Linked DNA regions of Mus musculus: all the other regions are linked to region 1. Evidence: chromatin contacts called from public Micro-C and promoter capture Hi-C data. All regions are on one chromosome and are shown on one strand. Each heading gives the region's core, a stretch centred on a gene start, on an enhancer-like site or on the middle of the called end of the contact. The rest is flanking DNA. Distances are from core to core; before and after follow the strand shown.

What was found. Promoter capture Hi-C pulls out the DNA fragments that hold promoters and counts their contacts. Hi-C and Micro-C count contacts between places; a contact is called where the count stands out from the background.
Region 2: a promoter capture Hi-C map of liver shows a contact between it and region 1. The contact joins the enhancer-like site here to the promoter of Car6 in region 1. A contact is called at or near these places in 9 of 39 promoter capture datasets (the 3T3-L1 cell line, the C10 cell line, the HPC-7 cell line and 4 more), 5 of 484 Hi-C or Micro-C datasets (the G1E-ER4 cell line, embryonic stem cells and nephron progenitors), 3 of 115 datasets of contacts at active chromatin or transcription factors (embryonic stem cells and microglia) and 1 of 9 other capture datasets (liver).
Region 3: a contact with region 1 is called in a Micro-C map of the HL-1 cell line, with 1.8 times the contacts expected there. The contact joins the enhancer-like site here to the promoter of Car6 in region 1. A contact is called at or near these places in 9 of 39 promoter capture datasets (the C10 cell line, the HPC-7 cell line, cranial neural crest and 5 more), 1 of 484 Hi-C or Micro-C datasets (the HL-1 cell line) and 1 of 115 datasets of contacts at active chromatin or transcription factors (bone marrow-derived macrophages).

The regions. Positions count from the first base shown.
Region 1 is chr4:150,199,234-150,203,092 of GRCm38.p6, reverse strand. Car6 (carbonic anhydrase 6) reads left to right here and starts at 1,958. Exons shown (of 8, transcript NM_009802.2): 1 at 1,958-2,056. The coding sequence starts at 1,984.
Region 2 is chr4:150,484,510-150,488,361 of GRCm38.p6, reverse strand. All of the region lies in intron 7 of Rere (arginine glutamic acid dipeptide (RE) repeats), which reads right to left. Among named protein-coding and RNA genes, the nearest start is that of Gm52709, 19 kb to the right of the region's middle. Within about 2 kb of position 2,096, at least 103 of the 459 cell types and tissues checked have an H3K27ac peak or open chromatin away from gene starts, as enhancers often do. A contact at or near this core is called in the G1E-ER4 cell line, the HPC-7 cell line, liver and 1 more, where this site is marked.
Region 3 is chr4:150,543,035-150,546,566 of GRCm38.p6, reverse strand. All of the region lies in intron 11 of Rere (arginine glutamic acid dipeptide (RE) repeats), which reads right to left. Among named protein-coding and RNA genes, the nearest start is that of Gm52709, 77 kb to the right of the region's middle. Within about 2 kb of position 1,451, at least 270 of the 459 cell types and tissues checked have an H3K27ac peak or open chromatin away from gene starts, as enhancers often do. A contact at or near this core is called in the HL-1 cell line, the HPC-7 cell line, bone marrow-derived macrophages and 4 more, where this site is marked.

The DNA of each region.
Region 1 (3,859 bases), core at 709-3,208:
ACTCCCAGTTATGAGGAGATCTATTAAACTCTTCAGCAGATATGGGGCTCATGGGGTCAGCAAGGTGGCCCTTACTGCAGGGCCAGCGGCTCAGCAGAGTGGGCAAGACGGACTTGGTGAGACAGTAGAGTGGGGTTTGAATTTGGAGAAGCTCTGAGAGCTGAAGAGGAAGTGCTTTGTGACCTCTGCTCCCTCAGACTGGGGCGATAGCGGTAAGTCACTCCCTTGTCATAAAATGAGAAGTTCAAAAATAATGCCAGCCACCATGCTTCAAGGCTGCTCTGAGGACATAAAGCTACTGCTGAATTCCTTGTGTGTGTGTGTGTGTGTGTGTGTGTGTGTGTGTGTGTGCTGTCTCAAACTCCTATTGGAAACTGAGGGGGAAACTGAGGCACAGAGTAGTTGGGTACCTGGTTCCTTTGCGAATCTTTGGGCTCTTGAGCTTCACGGGTTTAGGATTTCAGTGGGGTCTTCACAGTAATGGATGTTCCCTGATGAAATAAATGGCTGCAGGGAGCCCTCTGAAATATGAGCAATCCACCTCCTCACATACACTTGCTACAGCGACACGCTACCACTTTGCTATCCCAGAGAGCAGATCGATTCTCTGCCAGAGCAGATCAGTTCTTTGCATCTGGCCAGCTCCCTCCAGGAGCCCCACCTGCCTACACCTTTGCGTCTCTGAAGGACATGGGATACGCTGGCTAATCAGGCAGGCATAATACCAATTTCTCTTTCATTATCTACATAGATGCACAAGGATCAGGCAACTTTTGGACTCAGCCTTGGTGTTCCCAAGTGCACTGTAGCTGTCAGAACAAATCCCCAGGAACATAGGAGCACCCACACCTCCTCTACCTCAGTGTCTCCAAGGCATGTGTACAGATGTAGCTCAAAAGCCCAGCTCCATGTTGGCAAGATGGCTCAGCAGGCAAGAGCACTGACTGCTCTTCTGAAGGTCCTGAGTTCAAATCCCAGCAACCACATGGTGGCTCACTACCACCGATAATGAGATCTTACACTCTCTTCTGGTATGTCTGAAGTCAGCTATAGTGTACTTATTTATAATAATAAATAAATCTTTGGGCTGGATCGAGCAGAGACTAAGCAAGTGGGGCCGACCAGAGCTAGCAGAGGTCCTAAAATTCCCAACAACCACATGAAGGTTCACAACAGTCTGTGCAACTACAGTGTACTCACATACATAAAATAAATAAATTTTTGAAAGAAAGAAAGAAAGGAAGAAAGAAAGAAAGAAAGAAAGAAAGAAAGAAAGAAAGGAAGGAAGGAAGGAAGCAGGCTGAGGGCTGGAGAGATGGCTCAGAAGTTAAGAGCACTGGCTGCTCTTCAAAAAAAGAGAAAAGCCTGGCTCCAAGGTCAAGGGCTGGATAAACCTATCTCTGCCTCTAACTGGGCTCCTCCTGTTCTTGCCTAAAGCTAGGATATAAGACTATCTTCCCAGTTGCCTAGCTGGCCAGGGAATGGGGGTCAACCCTTGAGCCATCAGGGATGTTCTTATGTCCACTCTGGGACAGGCAGGAAATACCAACTGGAATCTGGCATGGTTTTCAGACCCTGGTGACTTCACTCAGCAGCCAGGAGAAAGGGCAGAGGACATAAGGCCACTGTCCTGGAAGCCCCTGCTTCCGGGTGCGCTGTGCCTCGGGCTCTTCTCAATCCCTCCAGCTCGCTCATCATCCAAGGTCCACAATGGCTGCACTGTGTGGCCACTGAACTGAGTTCCCAAAGATGTTGAACAACCAGACATGGGCTAATTGGCTATGGTAATGCCCTGGGAGGAGGTGAGGCACGTGCACAGGCACCAAGTCAGAAGGGCCATTGTGGGGAGGGTGTTATTGCTCAGTGGGCGCAGCAAGGGCGGATCAGCCAGCTGGACCTGGTAAATTGTTATTTACAGTTTCTGGGCATTTAAAAGAAGTGCAGCCCAGAACCTGTCCTGCATTCAGGGCTACAGCATCTGCCATGAGGGCCCTGGTGAGCGTGGTGTCCCTGTTCTTCCTGGGCATCCAGGCCCACAGTGATTGGAGCTATTCAGGTAAGCCAACACCTGGCACTTCAGGACAGAGTGACAAAGCAGCCCTCTGCACTGCATGTGGGTCCTCTGTCGGGGTCCACCTGCTCCTTGTGGGTTCACATGTGTTTTGCTATCTCTGAATGAACAACAAATAGACTTAAAACCCCAATGAGTGAGAAGAGGAGACAGGGTTTCCCTGCCTCTGCCTGGCTTTACTTGGCAGCTTTAAAATCTTTCCCCATCCAGGACTGGCTTCTTTGAGAACCCACTTCTCACTGTGAGGTTGTTATTGGTATCAGAATATGTGACAAAATGGCTTCTAGAAAGGACAACCAAGGCCTCATAGAGACTACTAAATCACAGACCGCTTCCTCCTCAGGAATGTGCCTGCTCACAACTCATCCAGGATACCTTGCCTCTGCCAGAGCTCACTGACCTGACCTTCAGATGCTCAGTCAGACTCCTCAAGGAGAATCTTCCCACTTGTAGCTTCCTAGAACTGGGTTGGGGGTCATAGTGCCTGGAGAGGCTGTAGGCTGCTGGATGGTGCAGGAGGCCAGAGGGACATAGGACCAACTCCCTCTCACACAGGACACACATCCAGAGCAGACTATAAGTCCTAGATGAAGGTGACAGTCAGGGACATTGTGGAGGCTCAGATAATCCCGTTCAGAGGGCAGTTCCGTACGTTACCTGTTGGGAGATGGAACGCACGCCTGCCTGGGAGCATGGTGGCTTTTCAGTGTCTTCAGACCGGCAGAGCTTCAGGGGTGACATGAGATGGAGGATTCGTATGGCAAATCCCCATCTTCCTTATGGTTTCGTAGATTCCCATACTGAAGGTCTCCCTCTCACGGCCCCCCAGTGGGCCTGGAGAACAGGGTAACTTTTGTGAATGCCTGAGGTTCTCTGTCTCTTTTCCCCTAGCACTAGGGTTGGAGACCGGCCTTGTATGTGCTACGGAAGCTCTACAGTTGAGCTATGCACCTGGCTCCTTCCCACTAGCCTTGAGACCCAGACCCAAAGCGCTGGATCAAGGGAGGGGCTGTGCTCGAAACTTGGTTTGAATTATTGAGCAGTGGGGAGAAAATAATTAACTTTTTTGTTGACTGCAAACCAAGAGGCCCCAACCCGAGCACCGTGACTAGAACAAGCTGTGTGCTCATTCAAAGCTACCCTGCAAGGATCCACAACTAAAAAGCGCTGAACGGAGCTGCGCATGGTGACTCTCTAATCCCATACTCAGGGAACAGGGGCAGCCAGACCTCTTGTGAGTTCAAGGCCAGCCTGCTTTACATATTGAGTTTAAGGACAGCCAGGGTTACACAGATAGACCGTGTCTCAAAAACCAAAAGTAAACCAAAACAAATAGCTCAACAAACCCCCTCATTGGTGAGGGTCTCTGTCATCTGCAGTGACTGGCCACCATTACCCTGGCTTTGGGATTATTAACTATCTCCTAGAAGATAAATTTGACACCCTTCCTTTCCTTCCTAACTCTCTCCCTCCATCTTTTCTTTCTTTTCTTCTTTTTTGTTTTTGGAGATACCATTTCTCTGTGTAGACCTGGCTGTCCTAGAACTCACTCTGTAGACCAGGCTGGCCTCAAACTCAGAGACCAGCCTGCCCCTGCTTCCTGAGTGTTGGGACTAAAGGCGTGCGCCACCACCTCCAGGTTGTTCTTTTTATTTTAAAACAGTATCTCACTATGTTGCCCAGGCTGGCCTTGAACCTCTGGCTCAGTTACACCTGTGCAACACCCAAAAGACAGGAGGATTGCCATAAGTTTAAGGCCAGTTAGGACTACATAGTAAGTGAGATGTC
Region 2 (3,852 bases), core at 847-3,346, 290 kb before region 1:
TGACAGGACTGAGCATGTGCTGTGACCCTCCCTCATCCACACACTGTCTCTCCACAACGCAATCAATCTCAACCCTGCTGTTTCCGTAAATAAAGACCAGCCAACAGACTCTGCAGCTTCTCCGAGCACACCAAGCTAGTGTGCAGGGAAGTGGGGCCTTAGAAAGGGGATTCCAGACAGCCAACACCAGGGAACTCCACAAGCCAAGCCAGAAGCGTCCGTCCTCAGGAGACAACAGCAAGTTTTCTTTTGTCTTTTCTATTTTTTAAGTAAGTCAGGTTTTTAAATAACCATGTTTTCAACAAAGAACAAGAACGAGGAAAACAGGTACAAATAACTGCACCTGAAATTAAGCGCAGAAACAGCAGCAGTGCTTAGGAGAAGCAACTAAACACATGTCTTTTTGAAAACGCACTTGACAAAAAGACCAAACAAGCAAGCTAGCCACATAGGTATGGCCACAATGGAGACAGCACTAATACAGCACACAAGGAATGCCATACTTCATGCAAAAAGAACCCCCAAATCTCCAAGTGATTAAATTACAGCATCCTCTAAGGTAATTAATATGAGCCCAGCCAGGTCTCCAAGAATGAACTGAAACAATAAAAACAGCAACAAGGTTCAGATCAAGGATGGGGGGGGGGGGGGGAAATAACCTCAGCAGCAGAGCACTAACCTAGCATGAACCATAATGGTTGGCTGACACTAACCCCCCCTCAGTTAAGTGAACGTGCATGCATATGCCCCTCCCCCCAAATGCCTAAAGACCATCCACTATAAACACCTCAGCATACTTGGAAAAACAAAACAAAACAAAAAAACAACTAACCAACCAACCAACCAACCAACCAAACAAACAAACAAAACATTTCAAGTGCCCTGATTCATTCTCGCACAACACTATCTATAAACCTAAATCTATTAAAACTCATTTTGAAAGATTTCTAAAGCCATGTAACAAGTCCATCTCACTACAGCAATACTGAGGACCAAAGTACTCAGTCACCCTGCCCACAGAGCAGCCAAGAGAGGCCCTGGTAAAACCCTGCAGAACAAGCCTGTCTACCCATCCAGCGTTCGCCTCCCACAAAGCACTGTTTATCATTATGAAATAGCAGGTACGCAGGTTACTCCCGCCTGCAAACTAAATGATCTTTACACCACTCAGTTATAACTTAAAGAAACATCACAAAATTCCCTCAAAACATAAAAGATTGGAAAAAAGGACAGGACCAACTGTTTCTCAGAAATGGAATGGAGTCAAAAAACGAAAATCTTTTCCAAGAACATGAGTTCTTACAGATTCTTAGAGCAGGACATGGTGCTCGGTACCATGTGCAGAGCCCTGTTCATCCTGTGAGACAACATGAGTTCTAAGCTGAGGAATCTACACATTTTCTGCAGAAATACAGCACACCTCAGTCACAGGGCTGAAGGTGAGACTCAGTTATAAGAGTGCTTGCCCAACATGCATGAAGCCCTGGGTTTGATCCTGAGGACCACATGTGCCAGGCAACCCTCGAATTCAAGGAGGTAGGACACCCAAAGTTCAGAGGCTCTCTCAAAAATGTAAAATTTCCTAAGTTCAGAGAGAGAACACATAAGCAGATTTATCTGAAATAGTTTCCCTTTGTCCCAACACATGAAAACAGGGCGACGGGGCGGAAGAGCATTTCCTTAGACCTGCTGCTGCGCTTAGACAGCGCAGAGCTGCTGAAATGGAGCCGGGCATCAAAGAAACTCTTTCACATACAAGAGGCTAACTCGTTACGACGGGAAAGAACTTAATAGCTACACACAGGAAAAAGTTACTATTACATAAAAAGTTACTCCAACTCAAGAAAATCTTATTTTCAAAATTATTGTTTGGGTCTCATTAGCTGCCCTGGGTGACAATGATGGCATGCAACCCAAGTGTCTTCTTCTGACCCCAGGAGGGATCCTGGCTTGTTCCTCCTCAAGAGGTAAACAGGTGACTGGCAGATCGTCCCCTGTGTGTGTTTTTCTGACATTTTGTTGTTGGCTAAGACAGGCAGCTTGTGACAGCTCCCCTGAGGGAGAAGGCAAGCAGGCTACCTACTTCCTCTTTCTTCCAGCTCATCTGCATTTTGAAAAACAAAACAACAGCTCCAAGTGGGGCTGGCTCTCCAGAGAGCTGCGCCCTGGACAGCTCAGCACTGCTTCTCCCCACACTTGCTCACACTGGCACTGGACACTGCTTCTCTCCACACTTGCTCACACTGGCACTGGACACTGCTTCTCCCCACACTTGCTCACACTGGCACTGGACACTGCTTCTCTCCACACTTGCTCACACTGGCACTGGACACTGCTTCTCTCCACACTTGCTCACACTGGCACTGGACACTGCTTCTCTCCACACTTGCTCACACTGGCACTGGACACTGCTTCTCTCCACACTTGCTCACACTGGCACTGGACACTGCTTCTCCCCACACTTGCTCACACTGGCACTGGACACTGCTTCTTCCCACACTTGCTCACACTGGCACGGACACTGCTTCTCCCCACACTTGCTCACACTGGCACGGACACTGCTTCTCCCCACACTTGCTCACACTGGCACTGGACTGTGGTGGCTGCGGCACTTGCTGTTTCTTTTATCTTGGTTGGTGGTGAATTGTTCTTTCAATGTCCTGTCATTTCTAAGAGCAAAGCTCAACATTCACAGACAGTTTACCCGCAGCCATCTTCCACAATCTTGCACTAGGGTACATCCCTCCTAAAACTTCTTACATATATTTCTGACATGGGGCATCACTGGCATGAGTCTGCTTTTTATATTATCTCCTTCTTGACACTTTAGGGTCACAAGCAGGCTTCCCTGGAGACCAACGACAAGCCTGACCTAAATGCCTCACACTATGAACCAAAGATATACTTCCTAGTCAGGTTCATATATGGAACCCAGCTCTGAATTTACAGGCTTTTAAATATTTTTTTTCAATATCTGAAGATGTTTATGTTTTCTGGCAAAAGTTACTGAAATAAGAAGATCTGGGCTTTGTGCTATGTTGTTGAAGGCTTTTCAGACAGGATAGTAACCAAGGAAATGCTGATGTAGCTCATCCCCAAAGCTATACAAAGATCTTCCATGAGATCAAAGTATGGAGCACCTTGTCAATGAAGCTATGCAACAATGCCTATAATTACCAAGAAGTTACAAAACACCACTTTCAGAGTTCACAATGCCCACTTTCACATGACAGATGCAAAACAAAGCCCAGGAAGAGAATACCTTATGGATAGACACAAAATAAAGTGCTAGCATGAGACTAGAAGGCAGGCATGCTGGGCTCTAAGGAGAGAATCCTTCCTAGGGCTCTTAACTGAAAGATGAAGCAGTCGGTTAAACGGTTATGAAGTACTAGCTGAAACAAATCAGGACCATAAAAAAGACATAGAACTGAGACGTGGCTAAGATATTTATTGCAGCTCAACCAAAGACTCTAGTGTTTTGGCTGACTACATAGTAGGTTTAACTGGTTTTGTTTACCAAGATCTCTGAGCTGAAATTTCTTTCTTTTGGGGAAATGGTTTTAAGGCAGGATTTCTGTGTAGCCTTGTCTGTCCTGGAACTCATTCTATAGACCAGACCGGCCTTGAAGATCTACCTGCCCCTGGCTCCAGGGTCTATCACTGGTCTCTACCTAGGTTAGCCCTCTCTACCTTTCTCTGTTCTCCTGCTGGACCCTTCCTTCTCCCACATGCTCCCTCTTTTGCTTTGACCTATAAACAGATTTACATTAGTCAAAGCTAGAGTCCAATGTGTACCCTCCCTTTAGGTCCTTCCTGCCCGCTACGTTTGTGTCCTTTATACATTTGGAA
Region 3 (3,532 bases), core at 202-2,701, 340 kb before region 1:
GCTGGGAATTAAACCTGGCCAGTACCCAGTTACTACACATAGCAGAGTGTAGTGCAAACTGTTAATTCCAGAGCTGAAGTGGAAACTTAAGGGTTCTTTGGAAAGTTGGCTGGATGGTGTTTTGCTGGCACAAACACATGAAGGAACGTTCCAGTGAAGCAGGCACAGGTGAAAGGATGTTTTGCTAAAGCAAGCATGTGAAAGGACACGTGATGAAGGATTCTTTGCTAACAACACACATGCATTGGTCCGCCTTACATTGCGTAGTTGATATGCATTTGTCAGGACGCCATAGAGAGAAACGCACCAAAAAACTTCTGGTGGTGTGCTGCAGTTTCTTGCTGCTTCTGCGGACTCCAGCTGATTGGATGCATGTGCTAAGGCAAGGCGCGAGGAGGACAGGGTATAACTAGGGCTTGATGGACAGTGATGGAGGCTGAGCTTGGCTTGCTGATATATCTAGCTGTGCAACGCTTGTGGGTCTTGAGTTTCCACAGATTTTCGCTTCCCTGAGAGAGGCACAGCTGAAAACTCCTCCTGGTGTTCCTATTGGCCCTGGTCCCTCCTGCTGACTCGGGCTGAGGCTGAGGCCTGGCTGTCTCTGCTAGGTAGTGCCCCACTACTGATTCCTGTTTGCTCTCCTGACTCTACTGAACTGGGCTGCTGGTGTATCTATCCGTGAAGAGTTTGCGAGTGGATCGAGCTCCCAGTGATGACGTGTGAACTGAATGGCTGATTTCCAGACAACACAGACAGGAGCTGCTCCAAAGAACCTTTCTAAGCAGGTCCACTTCCCCTGTATCCTTTCTTTCCCACTCCCTCTGGTGGGTAGTAGGCTAAAGGAGAGCTTAAAGCATTTAAGAACCATCATTTAAAATAGGTGTTAGAAAAAATTTAAATTACAAAGAATTCTAAAGGCAGAGGCAGGGAGAAATCTGTAAGTTTGAGTTTAGCCGGGTCCACATAGTGAGTTCCATGCCAGCCATGGCTACATAGTGACTGCTGTCAAAAACAAACAAACAAACAAACAAACAAACAAACAACTACAACAAAAGTCAGTGGACACAGAAACTACCCAGCTTTGTCAAATAATGGTATCACAGAGATCTTTTTCCTGAGTAGACTTTCAAAACTAGCATTGGACTCAAAGGAAAGTTTCTTTTTTAAACCCTTTCTTTCCAATAGGTGATAAAATTCAGAGTATTGGATTGATAATCCTAAATTGCTTCAAGTTTACTCCCTTGGTTAACTTCCTAGTAATAGCTGCTCTGGGGCAGGGACAGTTTATGCCATTTCCTTTTCAGGTGTTTTTCTTATGCGTGAATACTTAAGAAAACAGCTGCTTGCACAAATGTGGAATCTGGGTAAACACAGGTAGTACAGTAAACACTGTCCGCTCTGGTTATAAGCCAGAATGCTCAGACTCGGCCTACAGTCTGGTAGAGTGAGAAGAGGCTGACTCAGAATCGTACAAAACAGAAACCACAGAGACGCGGCAGGGAGGGGCAAGGCAGGAGGAAGCAGAACTGCTCACAGCACACCCATTTGCTCAGTTACAGGAAAGGAATTCAGAGGAGCAGGCATGAGCTTCAAGATGCCGCCCGCAGCCTACTTATTTCATCTCTTCCTGGGGCTCTCTGGGGCACTCCCAAGCCAAGGCCCTACACTCAGATTTCCTCATCCAGTGTACAGACACCCAGATGACCAATACCATTCTAGCACAGTGACCACGGCTTAAACCACATGGACAAAGCCTAGACCAGACAGCCTCCTTTGTACTCAGCACAGCACCCACATTGGATAGGACCTCTCACAAGTATGAGGGGAATTACTGCATTCCGTTTCTTTGGTTTTAGAATGTTCTTCTCCTATTTATTTGCAAAGCTGGCTCTCAAATGTTTTCTATGTCTTCACTCAAGAGTGACGTTTCAGGGTTACCTTAAGTAAAGTTCCAAGTGCTGCCCTGCACTGCATACTGCTTTCCTATGCTGTTTCTCATTTCACTGAGTTAACACTTGTCAATGAGTATTAATTACACGTTGAGTGCACGAGGGCAGGCATATTTGCCTATTTTGCTCTGCTATAGCCTCAGCACAACAGAAACCAAAGCTGCCTGGCTGGACTTCACTCGGTAAGTCCAAGTCAGAACCCAACAAACCCTCCCCCCTCCTGGCAACCGCGAGGCTACCCTGATGACCACTACCTCTACAGGAAAGGCCTTCAAAATCACACAGAGGAACGCAGGGGACTAAGAGCTGGCTCGGAATGAGTTCCATCCTCAGGGCACAGCTCCTGTTTTCTACCTCCTTTATTTTATTTATTTATTTATTTTTAAGATTTATTTATTATATATGTAAGTACACTGTAGCTGTCGCCAGACACTCAGAAGAGGGCATCAGATCTCGTTACAGATGCTTGTGAGCCACCATGTGATTGCTGGGAATTGAACTCAGGACCTTCAGCAGAGCAGTCAGTCCTCATAACCTCTGAACCATCTCTCCAGCCCCTCTACCTCATTTTTTTCCTTTCTCCCAACTCCAAATCCCAGTTAGCAGTCTAGTATATCTCACCCATGAACGAGGAAGGCTCTGATGTTGATAAAGACATAATGTTCCAAGCACACACATTAAAACTCTCTCTGTTCTGTTGCTAAGAAACTGAAGAAGAAAAGGGTTTCTATCCTCTTCATTTATAAAATATCCACTTTGTCTATGGGAGAACTACATGCAATTTCCCAAGCCCCCTTGTGCCTTGTTCTCATTTTTTAAAAGAACAGGGAAAGATGACTGAGCACTGAGAAGTGTATGCTAGCTCCATTTTTTTTTTACATGTCCTTGAAAACGAGATGGAAATGTGGTTTCAACAGCCCACTGCCCTAGTATTTATGAATCTTTCAAGCTGAAGATATCCCCATTGTCCCTCTCAAGGAAAAATGAAAAATGCTCAATAAAAAGTAATCTTTGGCTAAAATGATTATCCTGAACTACAAGGCAAGGCATGTTCATGTCCATGGTGGGGTTCTTTCCCTACCTCAGCTCTACTCTACCTAGCTCCAAGGTCCAAACACAAAACACACACACACACACACACACACACACACACACACAAACACACACACACCAGGAGCCCTGGATGGGGACACTATGTATTGCTGGCTTTAAAAGAAAACCAAGTAAAAATATGGCGGAGAGATAATGAGGTATAGAAAAGGGCAAAAGAAAATGACTTTTTTTTTTTTTTTTTTTTTTGAGACAGGGTTTCTCTGTGTAGCCCTGGCTGTCCTGGAACTCTCTCTGTAGACCAGGCTGGCCTTGGACTCAGAAATCTGCCTGCCCCTGCCTCCCGAGTGCTGGGATTAAAGGCATGCACCACCATGCCCAGCATATGAAAATGACATTTGCTTTACAAATGAAAAGGGAAAAAATAGAAAACCACACACATCTTTGGCCACACTCTCCAAGGGAGCTTGCTGTAAGGAAGCCATCGTGTGAAAGGGAAGGTGGAGCCTCATCTGTATACTCCAGAGGCGAAG